Regions from separate parts of the Danio rerio genome. Here region 1 is linked to region 2. Evidence: chromatin contacts called from public HiCAR-type data. All regions are on one chromosome and are shown on one strand. Each heading gives the region's core, a stretch centred on a gene start, on an enhancer-like site or on the middle of the called end of the contact. The rest is flanking DNA. Distances are from core to core; before and after follow the strand shown. Region 1 holds the start of cadm4 (cell adhesion molecule 4). Region 2 holds the start of rps19 (ribosomal protein S19).

Region 1 (6,781 bases), core at 1,479-3,978, 320 kb before region 2:
TTTCCCTTTTATTTGGCTGTTGTTACTGGACATATTTTAACATCTGAGTTAATTTTTTAATAATATGTGGTAAGTTTAAAATTAACCTGACTATCAAAGCTTGTTTTTCAAATACTTTATAGGGAATTCACAGTTTAAAACTCTTTAACTTTTTGGTGTGTGAATTATGTCCTTATTTGCATAATATTAAAAATAATAATTTCTAAAATAATTTGAAAATTATACATTTTCATAACATCAGCATATACTCACACAAGTATGACTTATGAAGATAGATTCGAACCTAATGGCTGCATTATGTAACCAGGACAGCAGTATTTGTATTAAATGTGGCATACATTACAATGTTAAAATGTTTGTTGGCCATAACAATGACATTGATATGTATTTTAGGCTGTTTTGTTTTTTGTGCTTCATAGTTACTAACCTTGTAACCTTTTACAGTAAGGTTACATTTGTTAACATCAAATATAGTAGCTATTAATTTTAGCTAATGCTAATTATTTTTAATAAACATTCAATGTTTATTAACTAAGGTTTACAGTTATTAAATAACATAACAAATGTATAACAATTTGTAAACATACGGGATAATGTTAGCATATAGACAATTTGTTGTTTTCACCTAAAAAAGAAGCATAAAAGTAATATTATATTCAACAGTATATAGTATAGAGAATATCAGGGCAAGCTTTCACACAGTTCAAAAATCTTGATTAAATTATACATTTTCTTTGGTAAATGATGTCCTGAATAAACAAACAAACAAATAAATAATTTAAACATGTATTTTCACAACACCAGCATATATTCACACAATTCTAATTTATGAAGATAGATTTGAACCTAAAGTCTGAATTAGGTAACCAATACAGCAGTATTTTTCATAAAACCTGGCATACATTACAATATTACAATGATTGTTGGCCATATCAATGATATTGATTCATACAGTATGTATCTTTTACATGTGCTTTTTTGTGCTGCATAATAACTATTAATTGTATAACCCTTTACAGTAAGGTTATATATGTTAACATTAATTAACATGAACATGGTTATTAATTTTATTTTATTTTCTTTTTATGATGCATTTGCAAACATACACTATGCACAGCTGTAGGTTTTTAACTAATGTTTAAAATGATTAAATATTGCTTATTCTAAGAAAAAGTTAGCAATACATTATAATGCTATCTAACTGATCTTGTGGGAAAGCATATAGACAATTTGTTATATTAAAGAAGCATATAAATGAATGTCCTTGTAGAAAATGACAGGAAATGTTCTGTTTATATACAGTTAAAATCTTTATTATTTTTCTGATATTTCCCAAATGACGTTTAACAGAAAAAAAAAAAAACTTTCATGTGTATAAAAATATGTGTATGTATAAGAATGTGTATAAATGTATATTTTCTCAGTTACTTGGGAAATATTTAAAAAAAGAAGGAACATTTAACAGGAGGACTACTTTAGCCTTCAACTGTTTAACAAAAACATGTTTTTTTAAAAGAAAAAAAAAATTAATTTAGAATCAATCTGTCAACGCCTTACATTAATTAAACAATTAATTATGCAGGATATTATGCCTTTTTAATATTGTTTTTTTCTGCAATATTATGTTCTGTAATCAAGGTAAAGACAATTTAAATTAGTGATTAGAATATATCAAAACTATACAACTTTATAATTAAAACTATAATAAAACTATGTATAGAATGTGTTAAAATAAATGAATATTTTCTCGGTTAAACAACATTTGGGACATATTTGAAAAATAATTTTACAGGAGAAGTAAATTTTGCCATCAACTGTATATTAAGCATGTTTTTAATGTATTTTAAAATGTACTTTATAATTTTTAAAAAATCAATGCGTTGCATATTACTTTATGCCAGAAAATTATGGATTTTTAATGTAGATTTTGTTTTGCAATGTTGCATAAAAACTAAATATGTGACTACTTTCCCCATCTTGTGTGACAACATTCAGTCAGCAAAGTTTAAAATTGTTCTATAAGATTTCATTGTAGCCTAATATATTGAGAAAAATATGAACTAGCATGACGACAACTAGCCCTATAGCATCCTCAGTGCCTCCCCATTGAAAACCAAATTGTTATTCCTCACATCATCACACGGTGTCGCTAAACACAAGCTATGAATTCCCCAAGAAAGCCAACAAATTGTTTTCGGTTTTAATTACGCGAGTTTGAGGAAGATATTAAAGTCGTGCTCGAGCTGCTTTCATGCCAGCTTGCTCGCTAATGATCGCGTTGATTCTGCTCGTCGATCTGTACACTCCTCACAGCAGAATGAATCACTTTCTAATTCCTTGTTCTGAATGGGTCCCGTCAGTGAATCTGTCATTTATCTCTGACGGATCCAGATAGAGACTCATTTAAAAAGCCCAGTCTTCCAGTAAATTCCAATTATTTATATTCAGAGCGTTCAAAAACTTTATCGATCGCCACTGTAATTCATCAAGTTAATATATGTGTATATGGAGTGGCTCGTTTGGAAGGCAGGACTCATTCCAGCAGAGGCTGTTATTACAGTGTCATGAATCCGCCGTCTTTCTGATCAAAAACAAACGGTTATTTATCTTATAATATTAATCATACCCCGCCCTGATTGGGTGTGCGCGCCGGTCATTGTCAAATCCGATTGGTTGTGGCTGAGCCCAAGAAAAACCGGCCCTGCTACATTTTACATTTCATCTTTCATTGAGAGCGTGCATGTGTATGTGTGTGTGTGAGTACTAGTATGTAACACACAACCGATTCCAGCGAACACTGGAGTTGAGGAAAGACACAACTCGTAGGTGAAAGCCTGCGCGCTCATGTTATTCTAATTCCCATCAGAGGAAGAGGAATAAACTGAGAGATCGGAATAACACACACATGATGATGGCATTTTCTTCTGTTTGGAAGTATTGGGCCCCGCTTCCTCTCCTGCTGCTCCTGTACTCGCATACAGGTAAGACTATTTATTCAGGCTATACACACTTTGGAAGTTAACTTGTCATGGACGCTTACTCAAAGAAAACATATGTAGGGATGTATAGAAAAGTGCGCAGCTTGTGTAAACACACCGACATATGCATTTCTCCTACAGCGCGTCAGCATGAAATGTGACAGAAACCACGTAAAGCCTTTAACAGTTAGACTAAATCGAAATTAAAGTAGCTTCTCCTAAAGTTCTTCTTTTTGTTTCTGTTTACGGGCTTTTCTGCTATTATATATGCTAATAGTCGTTATTTTCCCTCATTAGTTTGCGTCACTCACCTGCACCTCAGCTGACTCCGTTTGCACTAGTAACATGCTTAATAACTGCACATGCACGCGCTTTGTCGATCTATTTCACGCATACATGTGTCTTCCTCCGCAGTGTTATTATTATGTTGATGCTCGCGCGCATCATTGTTCAGATTCTACCCGCTGTGATTTCTTCTCTTTGTTGTATACGTAATGCTCCCTCGTTTACCGATGTCCTTTGGGGATGTCGAGGTGTACGTATTGCGACAGTCAGTGCACGAGCGCAGTTTCGTGTCACAGCGGATTGTTGCAGTTCGGAGGTCCCGCTCTGGGCTCCTCTGCGCAGGAGTTACTGTCCCAAATCAGTCTCAAATATACAAGACTTGTCAGTGCAATTCCCAACACGGGCCGCGTATTTCATGCTTGCCATCGCATGATAAGTGCATCTGCTGTTGTCTTGGGATTTGGATTTACTCGAGCATCTTGGAGATACTAGCTGGCCGTTTAATTCTGCTCTTCAAGCTGTGCCATCTGTTTATGAGATGAGGCTCAAATTGATAATTATTAATCAAGGGAGAAAATAGCATTGGATGAAAAAAGAAGAGATTATTAGATGTCTTTTACCAGTGTTGGGTTTAATTGCACCTGTTCTGATATAAAGCCCAGCAGCAAGATTGTGGTTTCTACGGATAACCAATTAAAAACTTTGCAGATGTATTTGTATATTAGTTTTGAAGTCTAATCCTAAAACAAGGGATTAATGCAAACTCAAAAAAGCTTTCTTGATAAATTTAAACAGCTATTGCTCTGTTAGTTCATTTGAAGAAGTGTGAATGCTTATCCGAACCATGGTAGTGAACTGAGAGCACTGAGAAAGTGTTCGGATGTGGTTGGACTAAAATATATGAACACAATACGAATCATCTAAACCAGGGGTGCCCAAACTCGGTCCTGGGGGGCATTAAGGTATAAAGTTAGTTTTCTCCTAAATAATAAAACTTCACAAAAATATTATTTTCACATTTTAAATAGTGAAATCATATTATCAGCCAATGACTATCAAAGTTCAACATTGTTTACAGTCAAATAAATGATGTTAATGTTGTTTTGATGTCATATTTACATGTGATTTCTGACCGAATATTTAAAGTACCATGGTAAACAATATAGGGAACATATCACAAGTTGACACTGAACAAATGTGCGAACATAAAACCAACTTTACCTCAATCTGGAGGGCCGGTGTCCTGCATAGTTTAGCTCCAACTTCTTTCAACACACCTGGCTGGAAGTTTCTCGGATACCTAGAAAGAGCTTGATTAGCTGGTTCATGTGTGTTTAATTGGTGTTGGAACTAAAATATGCAGGATACCAGCCCTTCAGGGCCGGGTTTGGGTATCCATGATCTAAACAAACCAAAAAAAAAAAAAAAAAAACATGATTCTATAAAATGGGATTTTTATGTCATTTTCATAATGTTGCTTATTACAGTTCAGTATAGACTTTGGAAATGTATCTTCCTGAAGCAGATGCTCATTTGTGAGTGGGATGTAGGAATCTCTTCTGCCGTTTTGACTTATGACTTATTCTGCTAGCGTCTTACAAATTTTATAAGATCTTTATGAGTTTTTATGTGATGAAAATATCATTGCATGTGTGTGTGTTCAGCCCATCAAACAGCACAGTTTTGGATATCCTGTATGTTCTGTCACAAAATACATATCATAAATGCAGTTTTGTTATATCGTCAGGTTCATTCTTAAAAAATGAAAGCGTAAAGTTAACCAGGTCTAAATGTATAATAAAAATTTTGCTCGAGATCAAACAATCCGAAAAAACTGAACTTTGTGATTGCACTCTAAATGTCTAGATCTGGAAGGTCTGTAAGAGTACAGTATGTTGACTGGAAAAAAAAAAATCAGCTTTTTACTTAAAGTGTTAGAATCCCTCTGCTTTAATCCAATTCCAGATTTTCTTGTTCACTAGGGAGGGAAATGTATTGCAAGGAATCATGGAGAAATTAAAATAGAACCATTCCATGTGTCCAAATACGCCTACATAACTATGTAGTATGCAAAAACAAGATGTGTGCCAAGTAGTATGTCAAATTTAATGATGTATTCATAAAAGAAGAACTGAGAAGAATTTGGATTTCTTAATACTTCTGGCAAGATTCTGAAGTTTGCTTCTGATGTACACAGAGGCGAATTTAGTCATTTAGGGGGCCTAAGAAACTTCAGCCATGGGATTCAAGTCCTAAAATGCACTCTTTCTACTTTAATAATAATTATTTTTTTATGTCACTCAATTTTTTTTCCTACATTTTATCCTAATGCAATTTTCTTAAAATGAATTTACAACTGAAAATGATAAATACTGTTTATAAATTTGATTGCTGGACTGCTTCATGGTTGAGGTGGTGGATATTTTATTTTATAATATTATAATTACATAACATTACATAATTTTTTAATAATTTTATATTTGATTGTATATTAAATAATATTTAATGATGTAAATGTATTTGACTCTCACTATACACAATATGATAGAAAAATAGAAAATGATGTTGTATGTAAATATATATATATATATATATATATATATATATATATATATATATATATATATATATATATATATAGGTATAATTTGCACTTCTAGATATTTATTGGAAACCCTCAGATGTCTTGGGGCCCTAAGCGGCCATTAGTGGCTGCTTACCTTGCTTACTGGTTAAATCTGCCCCTGGATGTACACTTCATTAAGCCCCATTGTCACTATAGGCATGGGTCGGTATAAGATTCTGACGGTATGATAACCTTGGAAAAAATATCACAGTTTTCATGGTATTCTGATTACTGCTCTAAATAGATATTCGTTTTAAATGTTTGGGTAGAAAAGCAACTACTTTTTTCCCATTTGAACACAAAGTATTTCATTTTGAAAAAAAATTTATAGTATTTTAGAACAGTAGACATGTCAAGCTGAATAATTTAAATGAATTATTAACTTCTACTGTGTTCAATAATTTCGAATATTACAATTATTTATTAATTATTTAGGGGTTTTTCATCTTATATTGAGACATGATAGTGAAGGAAAGACAGGAAAGTACTGGGAGCAGAGAGAGAGGAAGGATTGGCATAAGACCTCAAGCTGGGAATTGAACTCAGGTTGCCATGAGCACTATGGTACTATATGTTGGCGCTTTTAACCACTAGGCTATTGGCACCGACTTTATTTTTTTGCAATTTAAATGTAGGATATCTTTTCTGCTGGAGATACTGCTGTCCTAAAAAAAAAAAAAAAAAAAGTAAATAAAAAATCTTACACATACCTTAGGAATGATATAGTAGAAAATTTTGACAATTTTAAAACCTTGACTTTTCCAAACCGTGGTATACTTTGAAAACGATTATCTCCCCATGCCTAATTGTCACATGACAGGTCAAATGACACTGACAACAAGCCAGATATATGTTCAAATTTCTTTCATGCTACACACTTAATAGTTTAATA
Region 2 (7,524 bases), core at 3,909-6,408:
TGTCCAGTTTTAATAATTTCCATAAATACTTTTTTTGTGTGTGTGTACTCTTCAATGCATATAATATCTCTAAAAAATAGTTATCTGTTTTGCAAATAAATTTTTCATATACTGTACATCCTGCTGCTGTTGAGTAACAGAATTCTGAAGGTTTTGACCAGTCTGTATACACTAGAGTATTATCAAATATTTGTGTCTCATATACTGTATTGTGCCACTTTGACATCTCTTGATTAACTGTACACTGCATCTGCAGATCATCTCTGTCATTGGAAACAGACAATGAAGTATTGTAGCAATCACCACCGTAGGGGTTAATTGTATGTTGTTTGTTTTATTTTCTTGGCATCACATTAGCAATCCATTCAAAACTATTATTATTTGTGTAGCACACTTATTCTCCCAATATTTTTTAGCTCTTCTTTAACTGAAAGAGTCCCAGTTTACGCCCTTAGTGAAGACCAGTACACAATCATTAGGTGTTTTATATTTCCCAAAGTTTCAGCACTGAGAATGATTATGTGCTGAAGGCTCTACATCCTATTCTTAAAGACTGATATTTTATTCCATTTAATTTCGTAAACAAAGATGCTGAATTGTACACTGTGCCATTACTGGTCTTAGCATTGTGCAGTATATTAATTTTAATGATTGTTGTCTTTTGTTATCATTTGTCTGTTATTTTCTTTATCTGTGTATCTGCATAATTTCCATCCATACTTCAATAATTGACCGTACCTTCTTAATCAGTTTTCTATTCTGATCTCAAAGCAAATAACTGAGAACATCAATCGGACGCATTTTTATGAAGTCATCATAGACTTAAAGTATTTTACAGTATTTTAAAAATGCTAAAATACAGAAGTATTTTGATAGAAAATATAAACTTGTTTACATAAACCCCATCAAATACAAATCACAAAATACTTTTTTTGTAATTTAAATATTTGAAATACATGTATCATACTGCCAATCCCGTGTGGGCCTATTCATAGAATTATTTGCGGTTTTCTTGCTACAAATTGTTTTACAAATAATTAACCCGCGTTTTACACAGGGACATTTGATACAAAAAAGTAACAAGATTATGGCATTTGTGTTGGTTTACACTTAGTTGAAAAGGTTAGCGGAGATTGCTGTGACAGTGAATCCACACACAGTGTGTAATCACAGTCTAAACAGAGTGGGGAATGGCTGAAAAGTCACGCACACCGTTACAGACGATATGACAACCACATCACGTACTTGCCTTCCTGCTCTGACAGACAGGTTATTTCATTCTGTGCCCAGACAATGGAAAACATATTTGCGTTAAAAATAGCTGTTAAAATATCCCCCGAAACGCTTCAATATGCCACCTGTCTCTTTATCATAATGAATATGACCTTTCAAAAGCCACTGACAGTAATCAGTCGGAAATGCCCGTGAGTGCTTATAGTAATGAACAATGATTGCGCAATCCCGTAATTCTGCTCGAGCTGGGCCGCCGGGTCTGCAGTTCTTTTATTGTTTTCCTCACTCAAACAAATTGATTAGCCGAAGTAATTAATGGTGTAAAAGTTAGAAGTCGTCTCATTGTGTCACTCCTATTGTAATGCGTCTGCACTTCACTCTCCGCACAATTAATTTTTCCGGATAATCAACTAGCGATACAACAAACGCTCGTGCATTCACGGCCCTCTAGTGAGGAAAAGAACAGGATATGTGTTAATTAAAACACCAACATGTTTACAACTGAGTAAAATTGAGAGAAAGAGGTTTGTTGAAATTACCGTAATTAGACGCAAAGAGACCCGTCAGCTCTGTTTTCCCGCCACCAAATTCCCCTCACGGCTCCGTGAGTCTCAAATGTGCCGGTGGAGAGAGCAAACACATAATAAAACTATTTTAACCACAACTCTTCTTTTCAATACAGTGTATGGAGGCTTATCAGTCTATTGAAGTGTGAGCAAAACCATTCCATTTGGCCAGTACAAAGGGCAGCGTGGCTACCATAAATAAACATCAATTTCATTCAGGAACACATGAAGACTTCACACACACACACACACACACACACACACACACACTTTCAGATATGCACAGTCTGAGGGAGACACACACCATCACCGATTTGCACACACCAGGACCCTATCTCTAAAGTAAACAGATATGACAGGAATGATTTTGAGGAAAGAAGAATGAAGGGAAGATGAAGCGCTTATCTGTTTGGGAGTTAGGTGTCGATGCACATGAACTAATTCAGTTCTCAGCAGGGTATGAAATGATAGATTTCTACCATGGTTCAATAAAGCTGCTTCAATTGTCTTCTTTAAAGGAACAAAATGTCAATTGAACTTCACATGAGAGTTTTAAATGGATGGTTCATGCAAAAAATTTAATTCACTGTTAATACATAACTCCAGGCCATTGGAGATGTAGGCTATTTTTCAAAAAAGAAACGTTTCTACATGATTCTTGAAATGCAAGTCAACAGCACACTAGTTCCTTACAAAAGAGGGAAAAAGCATATACAATACAAAATTAAAAAACATACTGATAATAGTCTAAATGGTAGTCTTTTAAAATAAAATAATTGTGGGTAGGCGAGAAAGGGTTCGCAGTAGGTAGTGCTGTCGCCTCACAGAAAAAAGGTCGCTGGGTTGCTGGTTCAAATCTCAGCTCAGTTGGCGTTTCTGTGTGGAGTTTGCATGTTCTCCCTGCCTTCGCGTGGGTTTCCTCCGGGTGCTCCGGTTTCCCCCACAGTCCAAAGACATGTGGTACAGGTGAATTGGGTAGACTAAATTGTCCGTAGTATATGAGTGTGTGTGTGAATGTGTGTGTGGATGTTTGCCAGAGATGGGTTGCGGCTGGAAGGGCATCCGCTGTGTAAAAACTTGCTGGATAAGTTGGCGATTCATTCCGCTGGGGCGACCCCGGATTAAAAAAGGGACTAAGCTGACAAGAAAATGAATTAATGAATGAATAATTGTGGTTAAAAACTCAAATGTGAGCTGACATCAGGGGTGTTGCTAGACATAAAGCTCTACTGGGACACAGCACCCCATTCAAAAAACATAAATAAATAATTAATTAATTAATTACTTAAAAAAAAAAAATATATATATATATATATTTTTTTTTTTTTAATTATCTATGATTTTCTTATTTTAAACTGTCTTGCCATTTTAATTTTTTTTAGTCTGCTTCAGTTAGGTTCTGATTATTTTTTATTTTAGTTAGTTTTAATTTGTTTTGCTTTTTTGCATTAAAATATTTCTAATATTTCTAATAGTAAGTATTCAATTAATTCTAATGATTATACAATTTTTATGTGACTAAATTAATAAACAAAATGCAAATAAATAAATACCAAAGTAAATATATACATTGCTTTTATCAGCGTTGGTTTGGTTGCACATAAAGAATTTTCTGGCATTACCACTCTTAATACACCTGCATATAAAATTTTAAAGCATTTACTGGGCCACTGTCAATTTTTACTCGGGCACATGCCCCAGTTAATGGGGTCTAGCGACGCCCCTGGCTGACATTGTAAGATTTTTTACATAAAGGCCTTGCAGCATTGAGGAAAAACATTTTGATTAAACAACAATGCATCCTCATTGTCAATTGTCATTCATTCATTCTTTTTTTTTCGGCTTAGTCCCTTCTTTAATCTGGGGTCGCCACAGTGGAATGAACCGCCAACTTATCCAGCATATATTTTACGCAGCGGATGCCCTTCCAGCTGCAACCCATAACAGGGAAACATCCATAGGCACTCATTCACACACATACAGTACACTATGAACAATTTTAGCATACCCAAGTCACCTATATACCATATATCTTTGGCCTTGTGGGGTAAACCGGAGCACCCGAAGGAGACCCACGCCAACATAGGGAGCACATGCAAACTCCACACAGAAACACCAACTGACACAGCCGAAGATCAAACCAGCGACCTTCTTGCTGTTAGGCGACAGCGCTACTCACTGCGTCACCTCATCTCAATTGTAAATCAATAAATAAAATTTAAAAAAGAGCAGCAGCTCAAATGCTATATTACAGTGCCCAGGCATGTCATTATGTCAATGGTTGCTCACATTGTGACAATTTGTTGCTGGGGATTAAATGTTTCTAAAAATGCTCAGACTGACTAACTTTTGCTTTTTAAATAATGTGTGATGGTCTTTGATTTAAAGTTTAGTGTTGTGATGGGCTATATACAGAGAGAGAGAGAGAGAGAGAAAAAAAAAACATTTCACAGGCAGAATTGGTGTTAATAAAATTTTTTGACATTTCTTTAATAGTTCATTATTTACCAAAAAATATAATTGAACAGACAAAAAGTAATGTTATCAGTTGTTATTAATAATCAAGATTACTCCCCAAATAATTTCTCTTTTCTCATTCTTTTTTCTTTGCCTACACAGATTTACAGACATTAGAAAACAATAATAAATAGACAATGATTTTCCTATAAACACAAATCAAGATGGAAGCATTGGCTAATTTTTTTTTATGTCAACATGGTTTAATATTATAGTCAAAAATACAATTTGAAAGCTTAGCCTATGTTCTATCTATCTTTTTTGGCAAGGTTTATATGGACAAAGTTAAGCTCGTCGGACTGTATGCCTAAGGATGTTTAGCAAAAAGGCCTCACATTTTAAATAGGCTACCACTGAAGTATTAACGTTACCATAATGTCTGTAATTTTATTTCTTGCAATTCAATTAATTACTTTTATTGCCTGTTGTAGAGTAAGTTGATTAACTAAGATTAACTAAGACAAAAACAAGTTTAAAATGCTATTATTTTATTTATATGTATGGATTGAGCACATACAGAATTTTAATAATAAGCATCATTAAATTTAGATGTAATGTAATGTATTAATATTTATTTATTTATTTATTTATTTATTATTATTATTATTATTAATATTATAATTATTATTATTATTATTATTATTATTATTATTATTATTATTATTATTGTTGTTATTATTTTAAACATTCTTGTTAGACATCCACAGTTTGTTTATTTTGCACGTGAAGGAAGTTGTATAGCAGAGTAAACCTCCAGTGTTCAAGTCTCGCGATAAGAACCGTGACTCGCCCCTGTTAACACGCTTAGGAAACCCTGCGCGTGCCTCTTCCTTTTGCTGTCCACAAGCAAGGTAAATCATACTCCGCGTCTTTCTAGACTATTCAGCGACTTTTAAACAGTATTTCATAGTATTTCGTGCATAAATTCATCTTAGTATATAGTGGCACTCATGTGAACTCCCGACTATTCATAAAATGACACGCAAAATGACAGTTTATTTGAAAAACGAGATCGCATGCTAAGAATCCCCGGTCTTCCAATGGCTGCGCCCATGGAGGTGCACTGAGGCCTGCTCCGCTTTACATCTTTTGCTTTGTTAAGATGTAACGATAGGCCCTGAGTTAATAAAAGTTACTAGTATTCGTTACGTGGTTTAAGAAAACAACCATATAAGTTGTTTTTTTGTTAGTCCTTAGCGTTACGATGTGTGCTCAATACATAAGGCAGACATAAGCGTGGTTGTTAGCTTTTAGCACACACGTTGTCTCAGAACATTCAACTAACGTTACACGTATCAACAACCACAAATGCGTATTATATTGTAAATAAAGTATTGCTGATAACAGCAAGGTTTGTTCTGCCCCTAACCACATTGTGCATGAACACTGATTAAAAAGTAACACATCGATGTTAGCTTTCTATACGTATTATGCGATTTGTTTTCTTTACTGTTAAATATTAATATAGGTTTTGATGTTAATTCGTTTTCAGATGCCAGGTGGTGTAACAGTGAAAGACGTCAACCAGCAGGAGTTTGTCCGGGCGCTGGCAGCCTTCCTCAAAAAGTCAGTACATTTTATATTTATGTTCAGTGATGATTGAACGTGCTGTAATTCAGTAGTTAACATTTGAACCGAGTTAAAACTTTTCATCAAATTTGTCCTAAAACCATTAAACAAGTCCTGGTCTTGGGACAATTTTGAAACGTTTTTTTGGTCCACTTCTAAAGTTGACTGCTGTGTAATCATGCTTGAGACTTTGTGATAAAAGCATGTGTGTGTTTTAGCTAATTATGAACCCTTGTCTTTTGAAAGGTCGGGGAAGCTGAAGGTGCCAGATTGGGTTGACATTGTCAAACTTGCTAAGCATAAGGAGTTGGCTCCCTGTGATGAGAACTGGTTCTACATCAGAGCTGGTGAGTTTTTCATGTTTTATCATAGCTTATGGACATGCATAGAATCAGTGTAACTTTCGTCCATTCCATATCCCATATATATAGATAGATAGATGTGTGTAATATGTGTATGTATGTGTGTATATATATATATATATATATATATATATATATATATATATATATATATATATATATATATATATATATATATATATGTGTGTGTGTGTGTGTGTGTGTGTATGTATGTATGTATGTATGTGTGTGTGTGTGTGTGTGTGTGTGTGTGTGTGTGTGTGTGTGTGTGTGTATGTGTATATATATATATATATATATATATATATATATATATATATATATATATATATATATATATAACACATACACACCACCTACATGTGTATAATGAATTTAAGTGTTATCCGTTTTTCTGTTCTAAAATAAAAACTGAGCCAAGATTTTTTTTTTTTGAAAAAGGCTGATAAATAGCCTCAATTTTCAATATTTTGGCTTGAAAATGGTTACAGAATAGACAAAAGATACCCTGATTGCATGGAAGGCTGGCTTTTGTGTGTTGCTCTTAGTGCACAAAGTTCATGCAACATTTGCACGTTAAAATACACATGCTGGCTGTGTATTCATTAATTTGAGCTGTTTTTAAGCCTCCTGCTAGGTATATTGCATTGATTCATTAGTAAATGTCATGTCATTATTTGTCAGAAGCAAGGAAGATGCATTGTGAATGGCTTTTGTTAACTTGTACAAGGTCTACTCTGTGGCATATCACATGTTCGTTTTTTTTATTTTTTTTAATAAAATATTAAATTACCTTATTGTAAATACTTACTTGGCGTTTACAGTAGTCAAGATTAAAAGTGTTTTAAATGAACTATATGATTGTAGTGATGCTTTTAAATGTTACTAGTACTCATATAGCAGAAAGTATTTCTCAAGTGTATATACTTAAATTTAAACAGTGATTTACATGGTTCAGAACTAGGGCTGGGCGATAAACTTGGTATCAATATTTATTGACTGAACACCATTGTCAATATCGATTTAAAAAAAAAAAATTTAAATGTAGCTTTATGAAGGCTGTGGTTTTATAAAAATGTATCTGTTAAACGTGGCCCTTGGAAGCAATCCTATTCCAATGGAGGCGTGTAACTTGCAGGATGCACCTATGGGAGTGACGTGCATTTTCAGCAGCACCTAGTTGAAAACGTCTAAACTTTTCCAAATGCTACAAGTGCATCGTGATTCATGTCAAGTAGAACTATCCAATCTGCTTCACACTTTGTATGGAATATACA

Evidence for each region. HiCAR-type assays count read pairs that join an accessible place to other places.
Region 1: a contact with region 2 is called in a HiCAR-type map of caudal fin, with 6 times the contacts expected there. The contact joins the promoter of cadm4 here to the promoter of rps19 in region 2. A contact is called at or near these places in 2 of 18 Hi-C or Micro-C datasets (caudal fin and an unstated tissue) and 2 of 4 datasets of contacts at active chromatin or transcription factors (caudal fin and embryo).

What each region holds. Positions count from the first base shown.
Region 1 is chr16:25,807,472-25,814,252 of GRCz12tu, reverse strand. cadm4 (cell adhesion molecule 4) reads left to right here and starts at 2,728. Exons shown (of 8, transcript NM_001007428.2): 1 at 2,728-2,981. The coding sequence starts at 2,912. si:ch211-79k12.3 (a long non-coding RNA gene) reads right to left here and starts at 4,676. Exons shown (of 2, transcript NR_186760.1): 1 at 4,632-4,676; 2 at 3,676-4,484.
Region 2 is chr16:25,486,156-25,493,679 of GRCz12tu, reverse strand. It overlaps rps19 (ribosomal protein S19), which reads left to right and starts at 5,158. Exons shown (of 6, transcript NM_200750.1): 1 at 5,158-5,167; 2 at 5,809-5,882; 3 at 6,132-6,232. The coding sequence starts at 5,809. It overlaps LOC141378058, which reads right to left and starts at 1,946. Exons shown (of 3, transcript XM_073925410.1): 1 at 1,773-1,946.